2 separate regions of the Mus musculus genome follow, and region 1 is linked to region 2. Evidence: chromatin contacts called from public HiChIP or PLAC-seq data. All regions are on one chromosome and are shown on one strand. The core of a region is the stretch at or near the end of the contact, and the rest is flanking DNA. Distances in the headings are between cores, read along the strand shown. Region 1 has its middle 70 kb from the start of Slco6d1. Region 2 overlaps Pam (peptidylglycine alpha-amidating monooxygenase).

The links. HiChIP or PLAC-seq counts read pairs in DNA pulled down with a chosen protein or histone mark.
Region 1: a contact with region 2 is called in an H3K27ac HiChIP or PLAC-seq map of heart atrium, with 9 times the contacts expected there. The contact joins two enhancer-like sites. A contact is called at or near these places in 1 of 484 Hi-C or Micro-C datasets (bone marrow-derived macrophages), 3 of 115 datasets of contacts at active chromatin or transcription factors (cardiomyocytes, embryonic basal ganglia and heart atrium) and 1 of 9 other capture datasets (adipose tissue).

The regions. Positions count from the first base shown.
Region 1 is chr1:98,347,963-98,354,260 of GRCm38.p6, forward strand. No RefSeq gene overlaps it. Among named protein-coding and RNA genes, the nearest start is that of Slco6d1, 70 kb to the right of the region's middle. Within about 2 kb of position 2,234, at least 15 of the 459 cell types and tissues checked have an H3K27ac peak or open chromatin away from gene starts, as enhancers often do. A contact at or near this core is called in heart atrium, where this site is marked.
Region 2 is chr1:97,829,241-97,835,610 of GRCm38.p6, forward strand. It overlaps Pam (peptidylglycine alpha-amidating monooxygenase), which reads right to left. Exons shown (of 26, transcript NM_001357127.1): 22 at 5,168-5,276; 23 at 2,215-2,268. Among named protein-coding and RNA genes, the nearest start is that of Gin1, 62 kb to the left of the region's middle. Within about 2 kb of position 4,646, at least 45 of the 459 cell types and tissues checked have an H3K27ac peak or open chromatin away from gene starts, as enhancers often do. A contact at or near this core is called in heart atrium, where this site is marked.

The DNA of each region.
Region 1 (6,298 bases), core at 984-3,483, 520 kb after region 2:
GAGAACTCCTAAACCTAGGGGCCTTATATCCAATATATATATAAAGAACTCAAGAAATTTGACTCCAGAATACTGAATAACCCTATTGAAAATGGGGTACAGAGCTAAACAAAGAATTCTCCACTGAGGATTACTGAATGGCCAAGAAGCACCTAAAAAAATTCTCAACATCCTTAATCATCAGGGAAATGCAAATTAAAACAACCCTGAGATTACAGCTCACATCAGTTAGAATAGCTAAGATCAAAAACTAATGTGACATCAGATGCTAACAATGATGTGGAAAAGGAAGAACACTTCTACATTGCTGTTGGGGTTGCAAGTTGGTACAACCACTCTGGAAATCAGTTTGGCAGTTCCACAGAAAATTGGACATAGTTCTACTAGAATATCCAGCAATACCTCTCCTGTTCATAAACACAGAAGATGCTCCAAATTGTAATAAGGACACATGCTCCACTATGTTCATAGCAGCCTTATTTAGCAAGAAGCTGAAAAGAACCCAGATATCCCTCAGCAGAGGAATGGATACAAAAAATGTGGTGCATTTACATAATGGAGTACGACTCAGCTATTAAAAACAATGAATTTATGAGATTCTTAGACAAATGGATGTATCTGGAGGATATTATTCTAAGTGAGGTAACCCAATTAAAAAGAACACACATATTATGCACTAACTGATAAGTGGATATTAGCTCAGAAGGTCAGAATACCCAAGATACAATTTGCAAAATATATGAAACTCAAGAAGAAGGAAGACCAAAGTGTGGAAACTTTGATCCTTTTTAGAAGGTGGAACAAAATACCCATTGAAAGAGTTACAGAGAAAAATTTGGGAGCAGAGACTGAATGCATGACCATCCAAATACTGCCTCACCTAGGAATCCATACCATAAACAACCACCAAACCCTGACACTATTGCAGATGCCAACAAGAGCTTGCTGGCAGGAGACTTATATAGATGTCTCCCGAGAGGCTCTGCCAGTGTCTGACTAATACAGAAATGGATGCTCATACTCACCCATTAAAGGAAGCACAAAGTCCCCAATAAAGGAGCTAGAGAAAGTACCCAATGAGGTGAAAGGGTTTGCAGCCGTGTATGAGGAACAACAATAATACCTAACCAGTAACCCCAGAGCTCCCTGGGACTAAACCACCAATCAAAGAAAACACACAGAGATACTCATGGCTCTAGCTGCATATGTAGCTGAGGATGGCCTAGTTGGTCATCGATGGGAGGAGAGGCCCTTGGTCCTATGAATGTTCTATGCCCCTGTATAGGGAAATGTTTGGGCCAGGAAGCAGGAGTGGGTGCAGGGAGCAGGGGGAAGAGAGGAGGATAGGGGGATTTTTGGAGGGGAGACTAGAAAATGGGATAACATTTGAAATGTAAATAAAGAAAATATCTAATAAACAAAGAAGAAATTGTCATTTACTAAGCAGATACATTTCTATTCCATGGCAGTTAATTAATAAATAATGTCCCAGTGGGTAAATGTGATTGCCATTAGAGCTGACCTCCACCTGGAGAGCTTATGTGGAGGATATGTAGGACAAACCAATTCCTACAAGTTGCCATCTGACTTCCATACATACACTATGACATGTGCAATAAGACACTCTCCCCTCCTCCCAAATTAATGAAATGTCAGAAATAGACAGACTTGAAAATTAAACATTTCTTTAGATTAACATTTGTAAACTGTACTTACAAAGTCTATTATTTCCTAAAGAAACAAATAACTAATCAGAAGATTTAAGGCTTGAGTAAGAAATTAGTAATCAGTTGAGAGAAAAATTCAAGTATTCTTTAATAATCAAACACCTTTCCTTCTAAGTCAAAGCTTATATAAAGAGCTCATCCTGTTCTAAGGCCATACACAGATAAGTATTCTTGAGACAAAATTTCTTGAACAGGTATTTCAATGATCTTCAGTCTACCTATTCCATCATCAAGTTTATGTGCTTATGGTATGAGAGGCTTAAAACAGTTTGCAGAGTATTTGTATAGGTGTGAGAACAAGCAAAAGTGTTGCTCTCTTGTGTCAGGAAGGTTGATTATTATCTGGAGATGAGAAGCAAAATCAAAAGTAAAGGAAAAGAAAGGAAAGAGACAAAGGAACATTCTCTAGGTGATATAACTGTCTGTTGGGGCAGGAGAGGGATGATGAGAGGCTCTTGAGCTGTGGGGAGGACAGCTGCTCATGTAGTCAAGGCATCATCATTATTGATTATTGTATTCAGTTTCAAACCATCTGTTGCCAAATACAGGCACTTGTAGTCCCATTCTGTCTTGTAGCTCCAGTGTGGGTTTTGTACATAGTTAATTTTTCGTGTATTTCAAAGGAAGGGACAGCTTGCACAGATGGATGATACTAGAACAAAGAAAAGACATTAGACTCTTCTGGTGATGGTTCTTTTGTCTAAGACAAGGTTATTCATTCATATTGAACTGCTTTAAATACTTGGCTGTGGTATGGCGAATATGGTTTCAAAACTAAATACCGCCATCTGGTGGTACAAAATCATCGCATTAATACCTAGAAGGTATTTCTAGAATTTTATTTCCTTCTTCCATTGTTAGTATCTTCAATGGCGTCATGATTTCAAATAAACTGGCTGATATAATCACTAAGCAAAAGAAAAAAAAGTACATATTTAAGACACCAATGAACATTTTGGAATGGGTCTCTCTAGATTCAATTATTTAGTAACAAAATTTTCAATCCAAATTATGTTTGCATTGAGAATGGTTGAGAAAATATGCAAAACCAGGGATCCAGTTTTGTCTTAGGCAGTTATGCAAAGCAATTTCCTGGTATTTGAGGCTATTATTTATACTATAGTCACAAAAAAGAAATCAGACCCACCTGTGGAATCGAGGACTCGTCCTGTGGATGAAAAACAAATCTACTTCCTTATTAGCTATGCTTTGGTTGATTCAGTGTAAACTTTCCTGACCTATGGAATTCATTTGTGTTTGAAGGGCAGAAACCTAGACTTTGTGCTTCTTTTCCTTGCATTTTCTATGCAGGAGACTTTGAATTTAACAGGGCTGAAACTAGAAACCAGTATCAGCAGAAACCTGTATTACTTCTCTGTATATCCTTCCCCTCCTATCTAGCTTTTCTATTTTATAAAGACTAAGGTACATTTTAAGAGAGGTTATCAAATGTGAAGTGTTTCCAGGCAACAGACCTAGTCCCTGTTATTTTTTTATTTTAGTGATTTTTATCATTCTCAAGGGAAACAATATACATCTGGCTAAAAGACAATGTTTAATAAATTTTGAATTACATCAAAATGAAGAATTCTTTTTTTCCTTATAGCCCTCGTAAGAAGAGGTTTTAACCAAAATGGAATTCCTAAAGAGCTAATCAGCTGCAATACCTCCTAGCTAAAATATTTTAATAGTTTCATAATTAAGAATTTCTTTACAGGTCTATTCCTGGATCATCTTTACTCACATTCTCAGTAATTTCTCTGCACGAATGCACATTTGCATATCAAAAGACAGCAACATCCTCACACACTCACACCCACATATCCCCCACACCCACATTCACACAAATTCTCTCTCACATGTACTCACTCACTCACACACACACTCACACACACACGCACACACACACAGAGAGAGAGAGAGAGAGAGAGAGAGAGAGAGAAAGAGAGAGAGACATAGTACTCATCACACAAGACTATGAATACTATGTGACATCCCACAGACCAACACATTATGCAGCCTTTAGTGAGTAATAGTTGACCCCCTCTAATTATTGGTTGCTCCCATGGAGGCTCGATGCCCAGTGTAGGAGAATGCTAGGGTGGTGAGTTGGAGGTGAGTGGGTGGGTGGGGAGCACCCTCATAGAAGCAGGTGGAGGGGGGGGATGAGATAGGGGGGTTGTGGAGGGAAAACCAGGAAAGTGGCTAACATCTGAAATGCAAATAAATAAATAAATAAATAAATAAATATTTCAAGGCAACAAAAAAGAAATTATTGTTAAAAGCATCAATGACAGACAGATGATATTGATTATCAAGTTCTAATATACAACCTCCTTTAGTTACCAAGGGCTTCAACCTACTCTTACCTCTCCCTAGTCACTCATTAGGGACAGCCAAAAGATGAAGTTCTAATAAATGCAATGTAACTGAACAAGATATGTGATAATTTTTTTGTTTTTTGTTTGTTTGCTTGTTTGTTTGTCAGAAAAGTATTTGCTGGGGTTTTTTTTTGTTTCTTTTTTCACTCTTGTTTCTACTATCTGGGACCGGGTGACAACTGTCCAATGCCCTTCAATTTAGAGATGTAAACTAATGATGGCTTGGCAGCTCTGACACATGGGCCATGCAGAGATGTGGAGACCAAGCTGGCAGCCCACACTACTCCAGATTGTCATGTCACAGAAACACAAGGCTGTCACTCAAGCCCCTGTGTTCCAGGTGTTTCTCATAACAATTCTGTCTGCATTCTGATATGTTTTCAAAAGCAATCCCTATTCTATGGCGTTAAAGCTTTATTCTTCCAGTCTCTACTTGGAAAATAGTTTCCATTTGCATTATGTGCTAGGACTCAAGCTGAATATAGGTTATGGGAAGCACTGAAATATTGCTTCTATGATGAACTAAAAGGACACAGAAACCTAACTGCCTACAGTGTTTAAATCATTACAAAAGTAAACAAAACAGCTCCATAGACTGTTCAAAAACAAAACAAAACAAAACAAAACAAAACAAAACAACCTCATTTCTCAAAACTGTCTCTGGCTTTTAGCTTCTTCTTCCTGCATGTTTTGTTTTCTTTTCTTCCTACATTTTTACCAGTCTTCAGCCTCATGTTCTAGGACAATCTTCACCTTAAATGTGTGGGGATGAAAGCAGTCCAAATAACAGTGGCTAATGTTTAGTCTGGCCTTTATCACCTCTCAGATCTTTGCACTTAACTCTGTAATCGATTGCTCATCCTTCATTCCTCCCACAAACACACTTTAGAAACCTAAATGGTATGTCTCTCAGAGACTCCAAAGATCATCTGCTTTCCTGCTTGGCCACAATCTATATACAAATCCAGTACCTTGTTGCCTCACCTGCTTGGTGGAAAGCCCATCACTCTTCAGTGACTACCCTCAAATATGATTCAGAGGCTGTTTTTCTACTTGTACATTTTTTATCAGTTGGCTCTCATTAATGTCATTGAGCTGTATTTGTCCTCCAAGCCAGTCCTATGCCCAAGGTTTTCAGATGATAAAGTCCTAGATTGTTTTTTTTCTCTGCCCTGGAGTCATTAGGTCAACAGTAGCAATGACCTAAATTAACCACTGTTGATGAATGACTTTCAATTCAACTAATATATTGTCAATATGATATATATGTGCTACATATTATAATACATAATAAATATATATACATAATATGACATCTGTATACTCATGTATATTTATTAATATGTACCATAATTATTAATATTTTAATATAATATATTTTGTATATAATATATAAATATATAGATACGTATTTGGCATAGGTCTCACATAATAATATATATCATATATATATGTATATATATGATATATGCCAAACATCAGGCCTCTGAGGACTTATCATTGGCCATTTTTTAAAAATCTGAGATTAAAAGCAGACAACATCATCAAAGAGATTAGAATTTTGACTCTGCTCTAAATTAATATTTTTATTCTCTCTTATAACTTTTGTTGTATATTTTGTAAACTATGTTTCTGTCACTTGATGAGGCTAAGTATTCACCTCTAGGTTTCTACGTGAACATGGAAAACTAATGAATGGTTTCATTTTACAGTAAACTTTCATTGAGGGATGGGCAAACAATGTAAGCTAAGCTTCAAATTATTTATAGAGATTGAATTGCTGCAAGAAAGAGATTTTAATATTTTCATATGAGATCAAAAACACTAAGGCTTTAAACCTGGGCATTCAAATGGCCAAGTTTTGGCCAATAAATATCTAACTAGATGGAACTTTTGATGTGGGAACAAGGAGAGTAGTTTAGACTGGAAGTATTAAATGATTACCTTTTAATGAAAGGTTTATTGGCATTGGATGTAAATTTGTCAGCTGTTATTTTCCCACAACAACTCTGGGTTGAATAGTTTTCACAAGGATGGACAATCTAAAATTACTATGTAGTTATTTGCAAGAGAAAATAAAATAATAACACAACAAATAAAATGATTGCCAGATGTTAGTTGTATCTGAAATAGTTTTTATTAAAGAAATTGTTTATTTATTTAAACAATTGAATATTTTCAAGCAGAATT
Region 2 (6,370 bases), core at 3,396-5,895:
ATGATTGTCACCTTCACCTGGTGCAGGGACAGTGAGCTATGCATTTTATTCCTAGTGACTCTATTTGAAATTTAAAACCCTTCCCAGTTCACTTATTTCTGAAACTTCTTTGAAATGTTGGTTCTGCAACCTTGTGATAATTGGTCAATTATATGAACACTCATGGTGAGAAGTATCATCAAAAGTAGCTCATTTTTAGAGTTATAAAATTAATAAACACCCATGCTGCCAACTATGAATCTGCTTTGGCCTTTGTTATAAAGGTTAGCATCATGATTTTGATAAGCAATAGTCTCTAGAGATCCAGCATGATCTATATTCCTTTTATAATACACATATAATCTTATAAAAGGATGAGAATTATTTGGGTGTTGGGAACAGAGTATGTCCATTTGAGTTGGGATATTCCTGACTAGGAAAGCTGGACTTTCAAGGCAGACGTTTTAGTAAAATTTATTATTTCAACTTCTGGGTTCTGCCATACGACAGGGATGCTTTCCATCTAAATGGATTAATTGTTTTCTTTTCATCCAGCAGCCAAGGTGAGGTCAGAGGTCAGGATAATCGGGCACGTTCTCAACATGATAACTAGTATATTACCATCAAGATTGTTCTGGTAGAACATATTATAACAGAAACAGATGAAAATAGAAAATTCTAGAGATTTCAACATACACTGCAGATCATTCCTAACTTGTAAATTCTTGGATTGATGCACTGATCAAGAGCACAGGATTTGATATCAAACAAACTTGCCTTTAAAACTTGACTTAAACATGTATTGTCTCCTTAGTAATATCTATCCTTGTTTCCTCAGATATAAGATGTATATCACATTGCTAATATAATGATTTCATTTGATAATTTTTGTATTGTCCATGTAGAGTGATCCAATAATAGCTGTTATTAGCAGCAATATCTCTTATAAATTATCTCTTTATTTGAGGATTAAACCTAACATCAATAATACTATGTAAATCGCAATGATTTTTTTTTTCTTTTTTCTTTTTTGGAGACAGGGTTTCTCTGTATAGCACTGGCTGTCCTGGAACTCACTCTGTAGACCAGGGTGGCCTTGAACTCAGAAATCCACCTGCCTCTGCCTCCCAAGTGCTGAAATTAAAGGCATGTGCCACCACTGCCAGGCGAATCGCATTGATGATTTAAGACTTGTGTCTGTATTTGAGTAACAGGAATACCACTCAGTATTTGTCCCTTAGGTAGAATCTCTACAAATGCCAAACAGTGCCATTTATTTTTGCTACAATGTTAGCTCTCACAATGCTGAGCTGAGCCTGCTGCTAACTTTCCTTTCTGCCTATGTCAACTTCCTTTTGCTTGTGGCTTCTTCACACATCTTTACAAACTACTTTCTTGAGCAAGAAAACAAGTGAGTAAGAAAACAAAGATGCTTGGACTTCGGTCTGAACCTCTTCACCTGGGGGTTCAATCTGAAGAATGGAATTGATTTGTGACTTAAAGCATGGCGTGTCCAACAACAAACACCAGTCAAAAGCCTACATTGTCGAAAAAGTACAAACTCAAAGTGGCTCTTGGGAAAAGTGACTAGTCAGAGATTCTGAATGGGAATAGGAGCCACTCACCGGGAGCTAAACTCATTTCAGATACTGTGTGTCAATATGGATGGGGCCATGGAGATGTGTGCAGTGATTTCCCTGAGGTCAGGTGTCTTGTCATTTCTCTCAGGTTTACTACATTGCTGTTTACAAAGGCCCCAGTCAATCTTGTTGGCTCTGAGGTACTACGTCACGAGTTGGTGGGCATGCTAATGTTTCCTATCAAATAGAAGTTACCCACTAAGGTTTTTCACTTGTGTACATGAGAGTTCACGCCGGCTTTTCTAGCATACCAAAAATCCTTTTTTTTCTTTCTACCTTACAAAAAGTCAAAAATACTTCCCAATACAACTAGCTGAATCTTTTCCTTTCTGCATATCTCTCTTGCTCATTATAGATTTCTTAAGTCCTCCTCCATAAGTGAGAATCAGCAATGATCAGAGGCCCTTAGAACTATTTCCTTCAACATACAAAGAAGTGGCGGCGTGCAGGCTTAAGAGCTCTGCAAAAAGCAGGGAGCAACGACTTACCACATTATATATTTTTAGCTTGATAATTTTTAACCTGCAATCAAGAGCCCAAAATAATCCAACTAGATAGCTTTTGGTTTCACAGTTGAGAGAGGACTCTGACCAACCTTTGATTTCCGGGACCTCAATGCCAGCCTTTTTAACTGATCGATGCTCCACTTCTGTAACAGCACAATAAGAAGAGAGAAGAATCAGAATCCTCTAAAAGAACATTAAAAACTTAACCTTGATACCAGTTTTAGTCAGTTACATAAATTTCCGAAGTCTAACTAGAGGTCAAGTCCATGAATCCTCTATAAAACCTTCTTAGTGTAGTTGAGGTAATATTTTTAATAACTTATTCAGAATAGGGTTTTTTGGGGGGGATTCATAATATTACATTGTTTCTGAAATATCAGGTAGCTCTGTTTATTAGGTCCAAATGGCAGAGCTGGTGACAAAATTCTGTTTGCAAGGCCCCCACTCTCCCATTCCCTCTCACCCCTCCCAGATGGCAGTGCTGGTGACAATGTCCTAAATAGAGGGCTCAGACCTGGTAAACAGGATTGTTACTGGGTAAACAGACACTTAATTCAGCATTCCACAGGCAGTCTGTTCTCAAAGGTCAATTATTTAGGACAAAAGCATCCAATTCCCACTTAATCTAAACAGCCGGTGCCAGTCAGAGGCCCTCTGCTGACTCTCAGATACAATCCACTTGCTTTTCCACCATTTTGCTTCTCTCAGAGCTCCCTCCCTGAGAGATAGCCTTGGCAGTTTGATCCCCACAGACCTTTCTACCTAAGGAATGGAATGATTCAGTTCAGTGGTTTTACCACTCCCTTGCTAACGTTGTTTGCACCTGGACAACATCTTAGAGTGAAGGTTGTTTCTTTATTTTTCTGGAAAGGTGAATAACTTCTGGGGTAGCATAGGCTGCAGGTCCCTCACAGTCCTCACTGGATTAAGAAGTCCCTCCAGGAGCTGTAAAGCAGGACTGAGAGTGTGTGTGTGGATACTTCCTGAGGGCCTGAGATCGGGAGACTTTGACTTAATCCTGTGTTATTTCCAGTGTGGAACTGATACACTAGCTCTATTGGAGTGTGAGAAATAGGTGGCAGGGCCTTGGAAGACACAGGGCTGTGCTTTCATGTGGCCCATGTCCTTCTATCCCCCTTTTCTGCTTCTTGGTCATAAGCTCCCTTGTACCACATGACACTGCTGCTGTGACTTTCTTTGTAAACAATCAAGGATTGAACCCTCTGAAATCGTGAGCAGAATATGGTTTTTCCTGATGAACAGTTTTGTCACATCTGCCAAGACACCAAATGGTTGAATCTATGTGCACTATGCTAATTGGGTTCTTATCTCAGAATACTAAAAGTCACTCAAAGATTAATTAATTCAAAGCTCAAAAGTTACTGAATACAGCATTGGCCAAATTGAGACGTAAAATGTACATTATATTTGATTGAAGTTCATAGTCTTAATTTTACTTTTCTTCTAACAATTTGTTTCCTTTTCTTGTTAGGACGTGAATTTATGCTGTTATTGACATAATTTATTAATCAAGTTTTCATGTCCTTATTAACTCTTTACCTAATAAAACTATTTGCTGCAGCTTTAGATACCACAAATCTATCATCCCCAAATCCTTTACTAATTACAACTATCTCCTGTTGCTTAGACTCCAAAATACTTAAAAAGCATTTCTGGATATTGGATATTTTTGGCCAAGTAAACGTTCACTGAACTTCAGATAAAGAATGTTTTGATTTATAGCTTGAAACCAGGGACTATGCTAGCATAGTTTTAATGATGTGCACATTGAAATGAAAGAATTCGAACATTCTTGCAAAAATACAGCGCCAGCATCCAGCTCAGGCCACAATATCTGCAGCAATTTCCTCTGCCAGATACTATCGGGTACCCTGCTGAGACACAATGATCCCCTGGCTATCAGACATCCTGGGGCCCTTTCTCATTTGTGAAGTAAGTTAACATTAAAATGGATCTTGGCCATCTAACTTGCTCCCAACCCTTTTCTCTATCTCTTGCCTGGGATTCAGAGAGCGCGGCTGAGGGACTTCTGTTGTGAAACCTCACCCTTCTCTAGGGAGCCATAAGAACAGATCCCACTTCTGCCTCAAGAGCTCTGCTTCTTCTTCTGAGACCACACCATTCTGTCTATCTCTGGTGCTTCATCCTGAACTCTCATAGCATCTCTGTCACACAATTCCTCTCCTCTGTCTATCTGTGACGTTAATAACTTTTCTAACAGATGCCTTACTTCTCAATAATCCAGCTCAATGTCCCCTTGAAACAGCTCTATAGACCTAACAGGAAGTAAGCTATTCCAGTGTTCCCTTGACTCTCCTTCCCCACCCCCAACTCTAAAACCTAACAATTTTACACTAACTGGCTAGGTTCTGATGGAGCAAATGTGTTCTTTATGTTCTGAGTTAAATAAAAATACAGCAACTCAGTATCTGGAGGAAAGCTGAGCCCTAAGTGTCAGGGAAGGATGCTGTTGTCCCTTGAAGCTCAGTGCTACAGAGAGCCACATGGGGTGATAGCTCGTGGCAACAAGCCAACCTCTGCTTTGTCAAAGCTGTCTCTTCCTTCTGTAACCAAGCTGGAATTAACACTGGCTTTTAATGTAACAGACATTACTTCACACATCAAAAATTTCCTGTGGAGTGTCTCTGGAAACAAGGCAATGACTGCCAGGAAAATGAAAAAAGAAAAAACCAAACCAAAACAAAAAAAAAAAAAACAAACCAAAAAACAAAACCCCTCTCTCTCCACATTTCAAACCTTATTGAATCCCTGAATTGGATACCAAATAAGGACCCCATCCCTTCCTCCTCCTCCTCCTCTCATCGCTCTTCATTTCTCGTCCTTTGTAGTACAAGGAATAGAAAGCTGAAGATGCCAGACACGTGCTGAACCCCAAACCCAAACCCCTTATATCCCTGTTTCCTATTCAAAAGCAAATGTTTTTGTTTCCCATTTTAAACAATAAAACAGATGGAAATTACAGTCAGAAGTACTATAAAAATGAACAAATGAAAAACAAACCCAGCCTGCTTTCAGTGAGGGTGAACTTCCACACGGTGTTTGTGTGTGCGTCGCCAATGTACACAGTCCCATCTTCAGAAGCCACAATATCATGAGGCATGTCAAAGTGCTGCCAAATGCAAAGGCATTTGTTATTGGGATGAGGCTGTACTTACATCTATTACAGAATGACAGAAAAATTAGACATAGCATGTGACTCAAACGAAAGTGACCTTAATTCCCACCAAAGCAACTCCAGCCAACGGCAGCTGTTCATTGCATCCTGACTCTGTGGGGCACAGTTCTAGACACTGAGCAAAGCAATGGGGACCTATAACCACTGACTTGAGATTCTTTTAAAAACTGGAAATTCATAAGTTGTTTTTTTTTTCAGGGCAGTTGGATTTGGTACTTTGTGACTTATTTGTGTTTACTTTTTCTTTCATATTTCTCCTGTTTTAAAAAACTGACTATTGAATGTCTCCTCAGACATATTCATACAGGGATCCTACACATTCAGGCTCCTCTTGCCCCAAAGCTCTGCTCATGTTCCTCCCACCCCCTTTAACCCTCTCTCCTACCCTAAAGTCCCCTTTCCATATTTACCATATTTATCTGCTTTAGTTTTGAGACCCAATCAGTTTACCCAGGGCTACCCATGTAGAGTTTGAACTCTCCACTGGAGCGTGGCTGACTCACGAGTGCTTATGTAATTGACAGTAGTAATGCCTGGTTTCCCACAATTCATCAGTAGCCACTAGGTCAGCAGTTAGGAACCAACAGTGGAGATGAAGGAGATGAAGCTTCTCCATCTATGGTTAGCTGTAAACAGGTCCATTCTGCTCTGCTTTTTTTTTCTTCCCCAAGACAGGGTTTTTCTGTGTAGTCCTGGCTGTCCTGGAACTCACTCTGTAGACCAGGCTGGCCTCGAACTCGGAAACCCGCCTGTCTCTGCCTCCCAAGTGCTGGGATTAAAGGCATGTGCCACCACTGCCTGGCTCTATTCTGCTTTTTAAGAGTAAGTTTTTATTATATTAGAATTGCTGTTATATGTCTATGTCTGGGTGTAGGTATATGCATGTGAGCACAGTGTCCAAGGAGGCCAAGAAAGGGCACTGTGTCCTTGGAGGGGGGGGTTACAGTGGTTGTGAGCCATCAATGTGGATGCTGAGAAATGAACATAGGACCTCTGCAGAAGCAGACACTGCTCTTAAGTACTGAGGT